2 separate regions of the Mus musculus genome follow, and region 2 is linked to region 1. Evidence: chromatin contacts called from public promoter capture Hi-C data. All regions are on one chromosome and are shown on one strand. The core of a region is the stretch at or near the end of the contact, and the rest is flanking DNA. Distances in the headings are between cores, read along the strand shown.

Region 1 (5,424 bases), core at 743-3,242:
GTCAGAAAACTGTGGGCAGCATCACCCCTAAGAGGAGCCTCCCACAAAGGATAGCCTTCACTGAGGACCGCAATGTGGCAGCAACCAGAAACCAAGTAAATAGAACACCCTGGAGGACAATTGGGGGGCGGGGGAGGGGGGAATCCTAAGGAAGCTAGAGTCTACCTGAACCAAAACGTTTACCTGAATGCATGCTGAACAGTGGTGCCAAACATGGCCACGTGTCCCCTCCTCCACCCCAGGGTGCAAACTAAACTCTTTTTCCGGCCAAAACATTTCCAAAAGACCAGTCGGTCTCCTGGGCCAGTCTCTAACCAGACTAGACACACTCCAGGCCAGAGACCCTTCTGATTGTCACCAACGCATCTCTGCTCTCTGCTAAAGCTCGTGAGTCCTTTATACCCGGTGTGATGACAAACCAGAAAGTTCTCCCGGTGACTTAAGTAGCAGAAGAGCCTAGGTCTTCACTGCTGAGGGGCCTTCCTGATGGTTCTGCAGACCCAAGCCCTCAGGATTACAGCAAATCCGCACACTGGCTGCCTGGGCTGGGTGTGCAGTGAGACACTACAAGTGTCAGCATGTACACCACCACACAGTCGGTGAAAATCAGGCAAACACACTTAGGAACCTAAACAAAATCCAAAACTATTCAAGTGCGGGGTGAGGGATAACCATTAAGAGGCTTGTGTGTTTGCCTGCACCCAAAAACACCTGTATGCCCACAACAGCAGGGAAACAAACTAGGAACATGAAGCCCACTAAGCGCCAAGTTCGTGTTTACGCATGCCTGATTTGCTGTTTGCGCACTGCATGGCCAGAGCCAAGTCACATTTGTAGAAAAGGGACACATATGAGGACCCCAGGAAGGGCTCCCAACACCAAGAGAAAACTTCAAGCCTAGGCTGTACTACAGCGAGGGGTGTGTCTGCGTTCCTCAGGTGATCCAGGCGACAGACCCGCCTCAGCTCCTCGGAGAACAACGTCGTCAGAAGTCTGAAGTGGTCAGTACCACGCCAGGGAATAGCTTACCGCTGGCCAAGCATGCGCAGGTGTGGCCACGAGTCCACCATCACAATGGGGGCAATTTTGTTGCCCCAAGAAAATCTCAATGTTTCTAGAAAGTGCGCGCACGTTTACTGAGTGGACAAAAAGGTGACAACCCCACGAACTTACAGAGCTGAATATTTACCTTAAGCTTTATCTTAAGGCTTAAGGTCTGGGCTAGCTGCGGGGCGGGCGGGTATGCAAATAGAGGGACTGTCCACAATCGCCATCTGGCCCCGGGGGACAACGCCCCCGCGAGCAACAGCTGGGCGCGCGTGTAAGCGCCGGGCTCCTCCACCGGCCGCTTCGCGCATTTCCAGACCCGGAGGCCGAGGACCAACTTTGCAATTGGAAAAACAAGCGTGCACCCCAGGCGCCCCCCGCGCGCGTGTGCAGCCGGCCGCGCAGTCAGCAGTAATTCGAACCCGCCCCGCCTCCGTACCCCGCCCCCCGCCCAGCCCGCCGCGCAACAAAGGGGAGCGCCCAGAGCCGATCAAGGACTGATCCCGGACCCCTGGGTGCGCCCTCCCGCGGGAGGCCCGTGGGCGCTGCGGACAAAGGCGCCCGCCAGGGGAGGGGTGGCGGGGCGGGGCGTGCGTGGAAGGCTCTGGAAACAGGCCGTGGGACTCACCATGGGAGGGGCCGAACGAGCCCGGATCCGCGGTGGCTGCGGGCCTCGAGGACCGCCAGGCCAGGAACGTGAGCGCACGGCGCGGACGACCAGGGGCCGCGGTGGCCGGCCACGACCTCCGAGGGGGCCCCCGGCGCCGGAGCGGTGCGGGGCACGGCGCGGGCGGACCATGGCGGGTGGGAGGCCGTGGGCCTCACGGGGGGCTGCGGGTCCGCCGACCGACAGGCGCGGGCGCGCGGCTTCGGGGAGAAGCGGAGCGGGACCGCGGCGGGGGACGCGCCGCTGAGGGGTCGCCGCGGCCGAACCACTGCAGCGAACAGGGGAGCCCGGCGCCAACCAACGCGAAGCTGGGGGGAGATGCGGGGGGGGTGGGCTGGCGCCTACCAACGTGGAAGAAGAGGGAGAGCCGGGACCAACGCCGGGGAGAGGAGGAGCCGGCGCTAACCAACAGACTATGGAGCTGGGGAGCCAGCGCTGACAAACAGGGATGGAGGACTGTAAGGGGGTGTGGCTGGAGCAAACCAAGAAGGTCAGGGAGGGAGGGTTTCAGACTTGGAAATGACAAGAGAGAAACTGTGCTACAAGAGTTCGAGCTGGTGAGACAATACCAAGTCCTCACTGCTGGAGGGACAGAAGGCGGTAGACAGGATAATGGGTGGCGCGACGGAACCTACCACCAGACTGAGGGGTAGATGTAGGAACCAGGCGTTCTTGCCTCTTGGAGGCGGTGACGTGGCAAGGTGGCTAAAAGACTACAACTTCCAGCGGGTCTCTCGCAGCCTGGGCGTGACCAGCATAGCTGCTGGCCCATTTGTCCAGGGTCTGCCCACTGTTGCTTGGGCCTTCTAGCAGTTGCCTTACCCAGATCACGTTCTTGATCTGAAAGGACTGTGCAGTGGCATTTCTTGCTTCCGTTTGTTTTTAACCTGTGATACTATCCAGCCTTAGATTATCTGCGCTCGATGTAAGTGGCGTTGTGTTTACGCAGTGTTAGCTTATGCACCCAGGCTGACCTCGAACTCCTAAGCCTTCTGTCTTCACCTTTAATTGGGTGTGCACTACTACACGTGGCTGTTAAACTATATATAGGGTGCTGAGGTTTGAATTTATAGCCTCTTGCATGCGAGAAGTTCCCTCCTGCCTTCTTTTAAACTAGAAAACCTATTTGGACTATACTTTGTTCTTCCTTGCTGATTCATACACTACTTTAACCAAATTATATCAGGCCCCTGACAGCACACCCAAGCTATGATGCCTGTCACCTGGAGCAAATGTCCTGGCAGTAGGCTGGCTTTTTAAAAATCTCGTGTTTTATAATTGATTTAAAAAGCTAAACTGGAAGGTGAGCAGCAAGAGAGGTCACCTGGTCCTTGTCTGCCACCAAGCCTGACAACCTGGGTTCAATTTCCCTAAACCCTATGGTGGGAGGAGCAAAGAGACCCTTACAAAGTGCTCCCTGAGCCCCACACAAGTCCTGTGTCACATGTGCACATAATTCAGAGTCTGCTTGCACTTCAAAGTGAGCTCAAAACCTGATTGGGCAACTGACTTAATACGACAGCCTTGTCTCATAATTAATAAACAATAATAATAGAGATTGAGTAGTGACACTAGGCATTAATTAAAAGGTACGGGAAGCCGGGCGTGATGGCACACGCCTTTAATCCCAGCACTCGGGAGGCAGAGACAGGCGGATTTCTGAGTTTGAAGCCAGCCTGGTCTACAGAGTGAGTTCCAGGACAGCCAGGGCTACACAGAGAAACCCTGTCTCGAAAAACCAACCAACCAAAAAAAAAAAAAAAAAAAAAGGTAAGGGAAAAGGGTCACACCAACTTCATGAGATTGAAGCCAGCCTGGTCTACATAAAAGTCTCCATAGCAACAACAGTAAGGAATCCAGGCAGAGCCCAAAGCCCACTAGTGGAGCAGGTTGGCTGCAAATGAAGTTGATGGCAGCAGTGGCAACAACTGATTTTGAAGCTGAGCCCAAAGGGTTTTGCAGGGCGACAGAGATAAAGGGTGAAGAACAAAGCCAGGACTTCACAACTGTCAAGGGCAAGCAGTTTCTTTTGTTTTTCATGACAGAGTTTGTCTGTGTAGTTCTGGCTAGAACTTGCTCTGTAGACCAGGCTGGCCTTGAACTCACAGCCACCTGCCCCTGCCCAAGTGCTAGAATTAAAAGCATGTACCACCACCTTCCAGACCTACTACAGATTTTATAATCCTTGCAAGTTTGTGGACAGGCAGGGCTAAACATTTGACAGACTGTCTCAAAAATGGGAGGTGCTGCAAAGACGGCTCAGCAATTAAGAACACTGCTCTTCCAGAGGATCCAAGTTGTATTCCAAGTACCCAGTGGCAGCTTCACAAATATGTATGATTCCAGTGCCAAGGGATCAGATGCCCTCTTTGGGCCTCTACAGGCACCAAGCACATACAGACATACATTCAGGCAAAACACCCATAAACATAAAGGAAACATTTAAAATAATTAAAAGAAAGCAAGAGAAAATCAGGTGTAATGGTGTAGTTACAATTTTGGGATTTTTTTTTTAAATTTATTATATGTAGGCACACTGTAGCTGTTTTCAGATACACCAGAAGAGGGCATCAGATCTCATTAGGGATGGTTGTAAGCCACCATGTGGTTGCTGGGATTTGAACTCAGAACCTTCAGAAGAGCAGGCAGTGCTCTTAACCGCTGAGCCATCTCTCCAGCCCAAGATTTTTTTTTTTTAACACTAATACTATGTTTTGTTTTAAACCCAGGTGTGGGATAAGGGGCTGCTTCAGACTGTTCACAGCAGCTATGATTCGATTCCTGCTCTAGCAGAGGCACGGTTTTGCCATCTGCAGCTAGTTTATGTGATTGTGTGCTGTTTGGAATTCTGATGACTTTTCAGAGGGTCTGTAAGTGCTACGACCCCAAGAGGCAGAGTGGGCTGTTGGGTACAGTTTGTTAAGTAGTCATATTCAAAGAGCAACAAGAAAGCAGATGTCCTAGCCAGGCGTGGTGGCACATACCTTTAATCCTAGCACTTGGGAGGCAAAGGCAGGCGGATTTCTGAGTTCGAGGCCAGCCTGGTCGGTCTACAGAGTGAGTTCCAGGACAGTCAGGGCTAAACCGAGAAACCCTGTCTCAAAACAAACAAAAACAAAGAACAAAAAACAAAAACAACAAATAAAGAGATGTCCAGATAGCAAAGATCAAACTTGTCCCAAGGAACTTGAGGTGCCTAATTAGCAGGAAGTACTCTACAGATGCTATGCTAATCCCTTTATGACCCCTAACTTTATTCAGGGATCTTTTCCCTTTTCTCTCTCCTGTCTAGTGGTAAGGGGTTGAAAAGCTGGAATAGAAAGGATGGAGAGAGGTTAAAGGAAGAACCCACAAAGTAGCAGAGAAGAGCAACATAGTGGCACACACCTTGTAATCACTAAGGAGGCAGGGGGTGGGGGAGAGCTCAGAGTTCAAGGCCAGCCTGGTCTTGATTGTTTTCCAGGATAGCCAGAAAGGGTTACCCAGAGAAATCCTGACTCAAATAACAGGCAAAGCAGAGAGCGTGCAGTGAGGTGGCTCAGCAGAATGAAGCAGACTTTGCTGCCCAAATCTGACATGACCTGAGCTGTAATAGCCAAAACATTAGGACTCTAAGTTATCTTCTAACCACACAAACAGAACCACCTCGCGGCAGGGCAGGCTGGAAACCGGGTGGCTGAGTGCTTAACCGGCTTGCAGGGAGCCCTTGG
Region 2 (5,424 bases), core at 830-3,329, 300 kb before region 1:
CCTATTCCTCCCTTGCTTCTCCTCCTCCTCCCTCCTTGTCTTTGTCTTTTTCTCTCTTTTCTCACCGAGGCCTTGAACTCCTGATTCTACTCCCTCAGGCTTCCAATTTGTAGAATTATAAGCATGTGCCTCCAAGTCCAATCTGCTTATTATTTTTTTTAACTTTTTATTTATTTCTGTAAATTTCACATTATGAACCCCAATCCCACTAACTGCCTCTGCCCTTGCAAACCTCCCCCTCCAAAAGGAAAAAAAAATCTCAGTGTGGAAGCTGTAGTGTGTCACATGTGTCATTCAGTCTACTGCGTGTTCACACTTGCAAGTTTGCGTGTAAATGTTCACTGCAGTGATCATTGGTCTGTTTGAGGCCTCTGGCTTCTGCTACACTATCAGTACCGAAACCGCACCAGGGCTCCTCTCAGATATCCAGATCCTTCAGCTTTGGACCTGCAGGGTAGGCCCCTTCTTGGCTCCAGCAGTTCACAGGTGAGGTGGATGTTAGGGTGGGCCAACTCCAAGCCCTGGATCTGGGTCTGCATGGTAGCTGAGCTGGTCATCTGCCAGCTCTCCTGCTCCCACACCACCATGGTGAGCTCTCCAGCACTGGCCTCACTAGCTCACCCAATGCTACAGTCACCAAGGGATAGAGCCAACTCTCCTGCTCTCAGGCCCTCAGGGACAAGCTCACCCTTGGCCATGCCAGCAGGGCCAGCTTTATTGTGTTGCCCAGGGGAGGTGCAGGGACTGATCTCTGGAGTGCTGCAGTCGATGAGGGGCAGGGCCAGCTCTTTTTCCTGCCTGCCGCAGGTGGTGAGGGGGCAGAGTTTCAGTTTTCTTTTGAGACAGTTTTCACGTAGCCCAGGCTGACCTCAAACTTAGCCAAAGATGCCCTTGAGCTCTTGATCCTCTTGCCTCTGCCTCCCAGTTGCTGGGATCACAGGCGTGTAGTACTGTGCTAGGCAGCTCTCCCGTGCATGTGCATCTGGAGGCCCGGGGGCTGTTTCAGGTGTCTCCTCTATCACTCTTCACTGTGCTTTCGAGTCAGACTCCCTCACCAAACCCGTAGCTCGTTGATTGGCTAGTCTGGCTGAGCAGCAAGCCCCTGGGGTAGATCTAGCTGCATCCCCAGTGCCAGGACTGCCACACAGGGCACAGGCCAGCTCCTTATGTGAATGTGGGAGCTGGAACTCAGGTCCTAATACTTAATACTTACCTAATGCTTCTGGCATCTCCCATCCCCGCTGAATGCCTTCAGTCCACAACTCTAGGTAGTGCTTCTCAGCCTTTCCAGTGTGGCGACCCTACAGGGTCCAGTTCCTCACGTTGGGGTGACCACCAGCCATGAAACTATGCTGTTGCTACTTGGTCACTGTAGTTTTGCCACTGTTATGAATCGTAATGCAATATCTGATTCGCAGGATATCTGGCATGTGGCCCTCAAAGGGGTCTTGACCCCACAGGTTGAGAACCGTTGTTCTAGCGCCTAAGGCAAGAGGATCGCTTGAGCTCAGTAAAGTCATGAGATCTTGTTTCAAAAGAAAAGGAAGGCCAGGGAGATGGCTCCACAGATGAAGGCACTGGCTGCCAAGCCTGCTGACCTGTGTTGGACTCCTGAGACCCACCCGCAGAAAAGAGAGAACTGACCCCTGCAAAGTGTCCTTTGTCCTTTAAATTCCTGCTGTGGCATGTGGATGCACACACAAATGAACTAGCTAATTAAAATGTGTAAAGAGAGGGGAGCCCCTTCTCCCTAAAAAAACCAGGCAAGGGCAGAAAGAGTGGGTATCCTGAGAAGCTGACAGAGCCACCCACATAGGAAGGACAGCACACCTCTATTGTAACTGAGTGTCCCCTCCCAGACCCCCCACAGACCTTTCCTGTTCCTCCCTCTTGCTCAAGAAAAAAAAATTGTGGTTAATGAGTCTCAGAAAAGCGAACTGAAAGTTAAAAGTAAAATCCATAGAGGGGCAGGAAAGGGGTGGGTGCGGGTCTCCCTCCCCATGCTCTCAAAGGTACAAGCCAGGAACCAATGAACCTCAGCACACACACTCAGCACATACCTTAAACAGCCCGGTTCTGGCCCTGCTACTGAAGGACCTCACACACACACACACACACACACACACACACACACACACATACACACACGTCACTTCTGTGTTCCAGTAGGTGGTGGGGCGTGAACAGGGTGGAGTCTCAAGGGGAAGAAAAGGGCCACAGGACATCTTGGCCCAGCTCTAGTCCCCAGAGATGTCGCCACTACTGCTGCTGCTGCTGTGCCTGCTGCTGGGGAATTTGGAGCCTGAGGAGGCCAAACTGATCCGGTATGGGGACCCCCACTCTCACTCCTGACAGATTCCCAACGGCTTGTCCTTTAAGACTGAGGCTGGCCTTGGTGCCCCAAGAATCCAATTTTTTCAGGGTTCCCAGATTTTACTTGTTCGTCTCTCTCTCTCTCTCTCTCTCTCTCTCTCTCTCTGTGTGTGTGTGTGTGTGTGTGTGTAAGAGATACAGAGACAGAAAGAGACAGAGACAGAGACAGATACAGATAGATATACACACACACACACACACACACACACACACACACAGAGAGAGAGAGAGAGAGAGAGAGAGAGAGAGAGAGAGAAAGAGAGAGAGAGTTTTGTGAATGTGAATCTAACTGCACGCTTCCTTACTCTCTGAGCCATCTTAAAGGCCTGGGTCCCCAACTCTCAAACTGGGTTTCCACCCTGAGAAATTCAGCATAATACCTCCTGTTAGGAGAAGTAATGGGAAGGAAGCAAGGGAGAGGGAGGAGAGAAAGGGTGTTTGTCCTGGAGTAGAATAAAGGATTGCCTCTGAATAGTGAAGACACAGATGTGGCCCATAGGCAAATGGAGGTTTATAAAGATGCAAGAGAAAACCCCATGTTTCCCCAAAGGGGGCTTTTTTTTTTTTTTTTGCTGCTGGACTTCAATACTTTGATAGCTGAACCTTGGTAATCAGCCTCGGGAGGAGGAAGTGGCCACATAATGGTTTTTAGCAAAGCAGAAGGCATGGGAGAGAAAACCTAAGCCCGCCAGAGCCACGCTCGCTGCACTCAAGCTGGCCAGGGTCCCTTCATGTCCTAAGACCCCACACTTTTTGGTTGTTTAGTTTTTGGCTTTGTCCAGACTTGGTCTTGTGTAGCCCAGGCTAGCCTCAAACTCCCTACATATCAAAGAATCACCTTAAACTCCAGGTTCTACTGCTTCCACCTCCTAAATGCTGGAATCCCTGGGAAGAGAGCCTTGAAATTTGTGCTATGTAAGTGCTCTACCCACTGAGCCATATCCCTAGCCATGGCTACAGCCCCACAATTTTTAAAAAAACATACTGTCTCCTTATGTAGCCCTGGCCTTGAACTCACTATGTAAACCAGGCTGGCCTTGAACACATAAAGATACTCCTGCCCCTGTCTCCCAAGTGCTGAGATTTTAAGGTGTTCACCACCAAATTAAGTCCAACTTTTGCTTTTGGCTAAGGTGTGTGGAGTCCCAGCATTCAGGGAGGCTGAGGCAGAAAGGCTGAGTTCAAGGGTATGGGGACACTGTCTGCAGAAACCAAAGCTGGGCATGTGTCCCAGCGAGAGAGCATTTGTCTAGTAGACACCAGGGCCTCCATTCAATCCCCAGTATGACCAAGTTCTGAAGCCCAGGATTAAAGACCCCTCCTTATCCAAGCAGGATACATTCTGTGATTCTATGAGAAGGTTCCTGGGACGGGAGGCCTAGTGATCTGGCTTTGAGGCTCAAGCCTCCTGACTTTCCCTCTCTTTCTTGGAGGCCCATCTCTGTGGTCTGGAAACTTCAATATCCCCAGATTCTCAGCCTCTGAACATGCCTGTTCCAGGGAGGCCTCCCTGTGAGTTACCCCAACGCCTTGTCTCTGATTCTTCTTGAAATGTCTCCCTTCTTTTCCTTTAGCATCTCCCAACTCTTGATGGGGCGCCTGCCCTTCCAGAAAGCATTTTCTGCTGCCACCACACTCAAGGCATGCGGGGGGGGGGGGCGGGCGGGGGGGGGGCGCTTTTCAGGCTGAGTCTCAGGCCTGGGCTGGGGTGTTAGGGCTGAGCAGTGGCCAGAGGGTGCTGTTTTGTTTTTTGTTTGTTTGTTTGTTTGTTTTAAATCTACTTATTTATTGTGTTGTGGGGTTCGTGTGCTAACACAGCACATGAGTTCTCCCCTTCTGCATTATGAATGCTAGGACTAAACTCAGGTCATCAGACTTGCCCTTTGGGCCATCTTACTAGTACTGCTGATTTTCCTGATTTCCTTTCCTTTCTTTTCTTTTCTTCTCTTTTCTTTTTCTTCCCTCCCCTCCCCTCCCCTCCCCTCCCCTCCCCTCCCCTCCCCTCCCCTCCCCTCCCCTCCCTTCCCTTCCCTTCCCTTCCCTTCCCTTCCCCCCCCTCTCTTTTAACTCATGGAGTCCAGACTAACCATAAACTGGATATATAGCTAAGAATGAGCCTCTGGTTGTCCTGTGCCAACCATTATAGGTGCCTACTACCATGCCTGACTTATGTGGAAGCCAGAGTTTCCTGATAGGTGAATGCTATCAACTGAGTCACAACCCAAAGCCCCCTTTAAGCTGAATTTTGAACCCACCATACCAAAGACTTCCAGGTCCACGCCAAGAACAGTAGATATAGGATACCCAGGTCATTCCTGGACGTGCTACACCCCAACACACTCCATCCCCCAGGAGAGAGAGCCAGGAGGATTACATCTGAGCCAGCCTCTAGGTCAGGGCTTGGTAAACACTCAGCTCAAGGCAAGCTCAACAAACCCTCAAGCAGCCATTGCAGTGGAGTCTGAAGAAGCTCCCCCCCCCCCATCCGTCTGCACAGCGGCTTTTACTGCGTTCCTGCCATGTAAATGAGTGCTCATCCCCACTAATTTATTATATAATTTATTATTCATTTTACATCCCGATTACTGTCACTACTTCCTGGTGCACCCTCATAGAGTCCCTCCCTCCGTCTCTCTCCCCTATGAGCTGGTTTTGGCTGGTGGTGGTTTTGGACTTTTTTGTTGTTGTTGTTTTTGGGGTTTTTTTGGTTTGTTTTTTTGAGACAGGGTTTCTCTGTGTAGTCCTGGAACTCACTTTGCAGACCAGGCTGACCTCGAACTCAGAAATCCACCTGCCTCTGCCTCCCAAGTACTGGGATCAAAGGCGTGCGCCACCACACCCAGCTAGAATTTTTGTTTTTTTAAACTGGAAAAAATGTATTGAGTATTTTGCCTTGTCTCGGGATTTCTATTTATTTATTTATTTATTTATTTATTTATTTAAGGTATATGAGTGCTTGATTTGTATGTATACCTGTATGCCAGAAGAGGGCATCAGAACTCATTATAGATGGTTGTGAGCCACCATGTGGTTGCTGGGAATTGAACTCAG

What was found. Promoter capture Hi-C pulls out the DNA fragments that hold promoters and counts their contacts.
Region 2: a contact with region 1 is called in a promoter capture Hi-C map of embryonic stem cells, with 4 times the contacts expected there. The contact joins the promoter of Napsa here to the promoter of Ptov1 in region 1.

Annotation. Positions count from the first base shown.
Region 1 is chr7:44,867,676-44,873,099 of GRCm38.p6, forward strand. Ptov1 (prostate tumor over expressed gene 1) reads right to left here and starts at 1,993. Exons shown (of 12, transcript NM_133949.2): 1 at 1,676-1,993. The coding sequence starts at 1,846.
Region 2 is chr7:44,570,366-44,575,789 of GRCm38.p6, forward strand. Napsa (napsin A aspartic peptidase) reads left to right here and starts at 2,080. Exons shown (of 9, transcript NM_008437.1): 1 at 2,080-2,324. The coding sequence starts at 2,251.